Linked DNA regions of Zea mays: region 2 is linked to region 1. The links are chromatin contacts, called in public Hi-C maps. All regions are on one chromosome and are shown on one strand. Each heading gives the region's core, a stretch centred on a gene start, on an enhancer-like site or on the middle of the called end of the contact. The rest is flanking DNA. Distances are from core to core; before and after follow the strand shown. Region 1 has its middle 75 kb from the start of LOC100272993. Region 2 holds the start of LOC103633361 (putative zinc finger CCCH domain-containing protein 51).

Region 1 (3,866 bases), core at 176-2,675:
GGCTACGCCCCCAACATTTAAGGCGTGCCAAAGAATGCTGCATATAAAAGCCAATCCACCGCTGGTGTGGTGTGGACGGCCGCGACGAAATGGTCTAGGCTGCAAATTAAAATACGGACTCGTACTGATATCTAGGCCGTCTCTAACAACTATCTTATCTTTTATTTAAAACTTCATTCTATAAATATAGATTAATTGTTTGGTATTTAGTGACTAATTTTTAGTACCACCATTTTAGTTTCTAGCAGAAACCGAGATTGTTTGGTATTTAGTGACTAATTTTTAGTACCGCCATTTTAGTTTCTAGCAGAAACCAAATATCCCCATAGTGTAATCTATATTACACCTCTATTTTATAAATATGATGTGCCACTTGCGTGATACACAGCCATACAGTGGTTACCTCACCCACCATCTTCCACGTCCAGAGAAAACGGGTCTTAACTCTTTACTTGTATATTGATGTCTTCGTTACATCAGCTTTACGACACTATTAAGCAGCAGACTTCCCACGTCACGTTTAGTTTGATTGACCGGCTCTCGATTTTTTTTCTCAGACAATCAAAAGCTTTGTACAGCATCTCAAGTTCCTCTTGTTTCTTGCACAGGCCTGCAGCTGCCATTCCGCGGCGATCTCCATGCATGCGTTCTACTACTAGTCAAGGATTCCTGGCGTTTGCCATCCCTTGTGTCGGATTGATTACACCGCTGAACGTTCCACTACCGGCCCTGACTTGTTCGGCGACCGAGCTCACTGATGGAACACATCACCTCAGTTCCAGTACACTAGTGTACTACTGCTGCTAGTGTGCAGTGCAGCAGGTCAACGAGTCAACGGAGAGAGCAGAGGTCGCTGCAAGCCTGCAACGTGTGCATTGGCTGGGATTAATGAAGAACGATGACGAGGACGTGAATCACTGAAAGGATTATGGCCGGGTACAGCTGGTAGCGCTGCCACCAACCCCGAACCACCGGTCGCGACCAAAACGATTGTTTTCCGGCCAACAATCCGCCGGTTGCGCCACTTGCCAGCAATCCGTGCTATCGGATGCACGGTCAATCCGGTAACCACGTCAGTCAATCGCCATTTCTCGCAGGTCTCTCTTCCTCTCTCTCTCTCTCTCTCTCTCTCTCTCTCTCTCTCTCTCCCCATACGTACGCTTCCTGACGACTTGTGAAGGAACACAGTGACCAGTGAGCTGCTGTCGTGCCCTGCCCTCTGAGTCAAAATATATGTCGAAATCCACACACGCTTTATACGCTTGCGCAAGGTGACAGGCATTGCAATTTGACAAAAAGGCCAAAAGCCGTAGGGGGGGCTAGGGATCCGGGGATCCCGAAAGAAAGAAACTGGACGTGCGCGGGTTTTGTCCTTCTAGTGAGAGAGAAGTCAAAGCTCAAAAGCGACGGCCCGAGATTCCCAGCCCAAACCAAACCTGCCGGTGTCCCGGTGGTGGTGGTGGCCCATCAGATCGCCGAGATTGGTCAATGCACGGGCTGGAAAATCTGGCGCCGACGCCCACTTGGTTTCAGACTGACCTCCCTCCCAGATCATGCATCGGAATCTCCGGCTAGGTTTAACGTTACTGTCACCGTGTGTCATCGCCGACAGCCGACGGGCGGCGGCGGCGTCTTGTTTTTTTTTTTTTTACTGCAGAGCAAGTAGTAGCAGTAGTATTTCCTCTTCTTTCCTTTCCTTGGAGTGTGTTGGCGACAGATACGACCCGATGCGCGAGACAAGCGCGTCCCCGTTCGCTCATCCAGATATCTACCCGTACGGTGCCAAACAGGTCCACGTCGGCCGAGCTTTTTAATACCACGCCGCTGATCTCCAAAAGGCGGCAAACGAACGAATCAAAACGAATAAACTAGCTGAAATAGTATTAAATCGCATGGAGAAGTCCGACGCTAATCAGCGACAGTAACCGCTACCGGAAACGTGGGACACACAGAGATAAATTACACTGCACGCAGCCGTTTTATTCGCAGTCGCACAGAAGGTCCCGGCCCTGCATTTGAAAACAGGAGACGTGCGGCCCTGCGCTTGAAAAGCTAGAAAAAAATGTGCTCCTCTTCAGAAGCATACAAACTTGAAGTAACCATCAGATGATCGAAAGGCTGGGAAGAGAGAGAGAGAGATTTACACGAAGACAGAGACATGGACAGCAATGTGTGCCCTATGGTACTAGCTTAGTTCGTCCGTTTCCGATACTCAAACTACAGTAGATGGCTGCACAATGCGCAGGCGCAATACACTCTTTCCCCCATTCCGTCTAACAGTAAATTTAGTATCTAAGTTATCTCCTCTAAAATCCATCATAATATATATATATATTTTTTCATATTAGACCTATTTCATTCCATACATGTTATGTTTCAAAGTTTCAGTAAACTTTTTTTTTTACTGTCGACGGGGGAGGATCTCCCACCTGAAATTCATTGTACAAGGTCGTGGTTACAACGAGAGGTACATCGGCGTTTCCATCGAAGTTCAATAAATTTAAAAATAAACTAGGACAAACTCTATTAAAGTTGATTTATCTGGTCTTGTGAGTATATGTTTGAAACCAAGTACACTCACACATGTGGCCATTGGGCATTGGCCAAAAGGGTCCAGCGAAGATGGAGCACACAATTTTTTTACCGTTTCTATAGACAGGAACCCAGGAAGGTCTTATGGTGAAATGTTTTTTGTTTGTTTGTTTGTGTGTGTGTGTGGAAGCCGCCACAAATAAATTGGTAGCGCTGGGACCAATGCAACAAGTAGCAGGTTTGGCAAGTGACTACTACTACTACTAGCTTAGTCAACAAACACTCAACGGACAGCGTTGTACAAGTTTACTAGCTAGCTAGCTTCTTTGCTTTGTGCATTTTGATATAACAAAGCTAGACGGCTGCGCCGGCGCCAATATAATTATTAGTACACGGTTGAAATCTGGGCACATCAAGTGATGAAAACAAATACGGTGAGAAAGGCCATGCCGAGAGGAATGGATTTGTATCGTTTTCAAGACAGGATGGTCTCAGGAGGGAAGCCAGTTTTTTTTCCCTGGGAACCCGCCATAAATTAGTATTGCATTATTGTTCTGATGTGAAGTTTGCAGTAGAAAAGATAGCTAAAGTGTAGATAGAGTAGAGGGGAGATTGAGAGGAACCAAATTATTTGGTGTTTGCTCCTAACCCTCCTTATTCTTCACCACAGAAATGTGATATTCTCGCTGTGTTCTCCTGTCTATGACGGCCCGAGCGATCTTAGATCTACCTAAGGGCGTGTTCGTTTGTGCCGGATTGGTGGGTCGGAACGATTCCTAACCGGATTGCTTCTCTAATTTATATAAACTTTGATTAGCTGGAACGATTTCGGTTGCAATCCGACACAAACGAACAAGGCCTAAAGTGTGATCTAAATCGGCGTCAAAGATTTTTTTTTCTCTTTATCTGGTACAACAAAAATTAAACCTGTTCGTTCTTTTTAAGAGCCTATAGGATTTGGTTCCAGTTTAAATTATAAAAGTATTTGATTTAATTTTTGTTGTTCCTTTTCATACCAAAGGCGCAAAATTTTGTTTTTATGGGCTTGAGAAACGAAAAGGTTTCTCTGGGCCAAAAGAAACCGACGGAAGCCTAGTGAAGCCTTTGGCAGAAGACGTAGTCACTCGACAAAACTGAGCCATTGGACTTTTGTGCATGAGGATAACTCGGCCCATTTGACGTATCGGCACAATATGGAACCAAATTAAACCAAAATTTGGGCTGACGCTTCCCGTGGCCCTTTTTAAAATAAACAAAGAACGTACAATTTTGATCACAAGTGTAATAATAATATGCTTGCTTTATCATAAAACACTTGACGTTATATGATCCAA
Region 2 (3,990 bases), core at 1,490-3,989, 470 kb before region 1:
AAGAAGCCAATCCAGCCCAGCCCAGCCCACCTACACCGCCACCGGGACCGGGCATGGCCCGAACGAACGAGCCGGCCAGATTTGTATTTTCCAAAAAAAGAGAGTCCATTTTATCTTAAATCTAGCTATTGCGGTAATCTGATTTCCCTCTATAAATTTTAAAATAGGACATCTTACTCCTTAGCTATGTAATACTACCTTTATTCTCGAATATTTGTCGCCCGCTAACTTATTTTTAAACTAAAATAAATAAAGAAAACAGAGTGAGTAGCTTTTAGGTTGACCCGTTGCCCATACAGAAGCGAGTTTCATAGTGGTTTTTTAGTTCGGAAACATGTGTCCAACACCTATAAGGCCATGTTCGTTTCATCCCCAAACCATGGGGATTGAGGGGGATTGGAAGGGATTGAGGGGGATTTTGACTTATAGGGGATTTGTTCCCCCTCAATCCCCATGGATTGACACAAAACGAACATGGCCTAAGGTGTTATAACCACAAAAAATGACTCTAACCTTATAGTATTTTAGAAGAATTTTAAAGATATACCAGAAGATGGTAAACCATAACAAAACATTCTAAGCTCATAAAATTATCTTTAAAAGAGTTCAAAGTAGATTTAACTCTAAAAAATATCACAAGAAATATAAAATGTCATCAAAGTATTATAATAAAGGTATAAATAAATTTTAAAATTTTACACAACAAAAACATGTGATACAATGCATTCATGCTCGTAGCATCTCGTGTTTTTGCCGTCACATTTTTTATTTTTTTCCATAGACATAGATTTTAATGCTTTACGTACCTTAAGCTTGTAATACCTCCTTTTAAAATTAACTAGATCTAAATATTTTTTCCATAAATAAACATGCATCATTATTTTAAATGGTACCTTATAATGGTATCATATATATATATATATATATATATATATATATATATATATATATATATATATATATATATATATTACAATATTACTTTTGTAGGATTTACAACGACTATGAATGATATTTATGTCATATTTGAATACGTCGATGCTAATAGTTAGTTGTTAAAAGTTAGTTGAAAACATGCAAACAATCCAACTAATATTTAGCTATTAGCTATTTTTAGTTAAAGGAATCCAAACATCTCCATCTAATAGTCCAACTAACTATTAGCTACACCCTCAACCATCAATTAGTTATTATTTGGTTTAATCTAGTTAAAATTAACTAATAGTTAGTCATCTAATTCAACTAGCATCTTTTTAGCAAGCTAGCTCTAGTGCAATAAATGGGGCCTTAGTATCTTGAGAATATGTCTAAGACAAAAAAATAGACATATATTTTTTCTGTTATTTTCTAGCGTCAGGCTCAACTTCTAACTAATAGTAGATAAGAATATTATGTTTTTATTTTCCATAAGATAAAAACACTATTCATTCATTGAAATGTGAAAATATAGATATGTCATGTGAAAGCATTCATATTAGGGGAAATTCAAATTTATAATTACTTATATGAATATTACGTTGAAAGTATGACATTTTATTTGATAGCTGTGGCCCGTGGATGATATCAAAGACACCACGTTAGGTTGAAGAGTTAGATATAACCGAGTCCATCCGTTTCAACATATACATGTTTTCTAAACGTGGAATATTTCTGCAATATGTTGTATCTTTACAGGGCCGGTCCTGAGGTTTCATGGACCCGGGGCGAAACCAAAAATTAGGGCCCTCAAAAAATTTTGACGGATAAAAGTCTATAATATATATACTTTCTTCTAAGTACATAAGCAAATTTTTGAATGATAAAAAACTATAATATATCAAAACAACTTCAAATCTTTGTACATATTATTTCAAAAATTTCTTTTAATGTTTCTTGATGCGAAGTAATTGATAATAATGTTGCTATCAGCCTCGTCTAATAATTTTTTCTCAATGTATAATGTAGCCAATCCGTTGAGACGATCTTGAGACATTGTTGACCTTAGTAGTTCTTCAACAATTTTAACTTTAAAAAGCTTCTCTAAGCCGATGCCACGGTCACAAGCACAGTAAATAATATCCAATAAGCGATTGAAATATTTGGATACAAATCTATTTGCCAAACATACTAAAAAAATCTCCATAAAAGACATTGGTATTTCAGGCAAACTTAACTTCAAAACCTTCAACTCAGATAGTAGATCATTTAACTCAACGTCAAAACTGTCCTGCGAAGAGAGACAAGTGGAACAACCGTACTAAACACAACACCTAAGATTATATATACATGTATATTACTTGGGGCCCTTCCAAAATCAGAGGCCCGGTGCGGCGGCTCTACTTGCCCCCTCCAGGACCGGCCCTGTATCTTTATGCTATAAAAAACGACCAAACTTATACGTTCACGAGTCCAACGCTCCTCTCCTCATTTGTGTCAGTCTCTGCTATTCTGTTTCACTCTGAAAACATCCAACTAGAATCTGAAACCAAACATTTACCGTCCATCTCAAATCATGGGTGATGTTTGAAGTGACAAGACGTCCCAGTGTTGAGATCCAAGAAGCATAGGGTGATAAATTGAGCCAAAAGAAGGCTAAGAATCAGAATATAAAGTTGAAGATATGAAATGATTAGTCTAGAGTGAAATTGGAACCAAAATACAATTTTAATAAAGACCAAAAAATGTTCATAAACGAAAATACGAAATTGAGGCCAAAACAGAAATCGAAGCAAGGCCGGGCGACCATATAAACCCTCGGCCGCAGGCCACCCGCCCGCCCCGCTCTACCTCCCAAGTCCCAACGAACCTTGCGGCCGGGGAATATCATTTATCGCCCGAGTCTGCAGGGGTGGGGACGTGGTGTACATCATTGCTGGTCATGCCCCAACAATCCCCCCTGTGTTCGTTGGTGTCGCGGGTGTTGTTGTTCCGAGATGGAGGAAAACGAGGTTAGTGCATTGGGACTACGAAAACCCCCTTTACGCTCCCTTGCCGTTTGCACCTCAGTTCTTGCGGCGGTTCTTGGAGAATCTGGAACAACAGGAGAGGTTTTAGTCGGTTTTTGGGTTTTGGAAGCGGATTCCTGAAGACATGGCGATTCTTGGTGGGGGATATGGTGGGTTGTCTCATCTTTTCTTTGTTGCGGAAGCTTGTGGGCGATTTGACACGCTTCACGGAGTAGGTTTCTGTGAGCTTTGATTCGCTTCTTGGAAACTGCGGTTCTTGATAATTGGTTCCTTCAGGCATGTCAGATATTTCGTTGGCGAATAGAATTGCTGATTCTGCTAGTCAGGACCAAATCCGTTAGTTTGTTCGTTCAAATATTTGGAGATTGGAATACGAAGTGGGGAAATGCGAGTTGTTGGAAAAGAACAGTCCTTAAGGGTATGTTCTGGCATGCTCGAGATTTTGGTGGGTCTGATGGAGATTAGAGTTGCGATTGACAATTCTGCTAGTAAATACCAAATCCCCTGTTTGAATTTGGAATTGCAAAATGGGTAAAAGACGAATTCACTGTTGTTCCGCATTGCTGCCGTGGCACTGCTTTACTCCTTTCGACTTCTGGCAAAGAATCGCCAACACTTGCTAACTAAGGCCAAATATGTTTGGAGTTCGTTAAGTTTGGAATCACGAAATGGGGGGTGGGGGGGTACAGATTTAGGCAGATGCTACTTCATTTCTAGTAGAGAATGATGCAATATTTTCGTTCTCACGTGCACTACTAACCCCCATTGCTGCCGTGGTACTGGTTTACATCGTGTTCATTCAACTTTTCACAAAACTCGCCTACTTTTGCATTTCCTTAATCTTGCTGTGCAATGAGTCCCAGTACCTTGTTCTTGTTGAAGGAAACAAAAAATGGATATAGAGGAGTGCAGGACGAGGTTGCAGGATAAGGTCCGCCTACTTCATCCAAAGAATGCCGAAGGGATCGTTGACTACATGATTGCAAACACACCACTTGAGAATATCAGATCATATTTGTTGACTGCCACAGATAATGTACTAATG

Evidence for each region. A called contact is a pair of places that touch in the nucleus more often than the background predicts.
Region 2: a Hi-C map of ear shows a contact between it and region 1, with 2.1 times the contacts expected there. The contact joins the promoter of LOC103633361 here to the enhancer-like site in region 1. A contact is called at or near these places in 2 of 25 Hi-C or Micro-C datasets (ear and tassel).

The regions. Positions count from the first base shown.
Region 1 is chr7:169,844,735-169,848,600 of Zm-B73-REFERENCE-NAM-5.0, reverse strand. No RefSeq gene overlaps it. Among protein-coding and RNA genes, the nearest start is that of LOC100272993, 75 kb to the right of the region's middle. Within about 2 kb of position 1,425, at least 18 of the 20 cell types and tissues checked have an H3K27ac peak or open chromatin away from gene starts, as enhancers often do. A contact at or near this core is called in ear and tassel, where this site is marked.
Region 2 is chr7:170,311,788-170,315,777 of Zm-B73-REFERENCE-NAM-5.0, reverse strand. It overlaps LOC103633361 (putative zinc finger CCCH domain-containing protein 51), which reads left to right and starts at 2,739. Exons shown (of 8, transcript XM_035961139.1): 1 at 2,739-2,927; 2 at 3,828-3,990. The coding sequence starts at 3,838.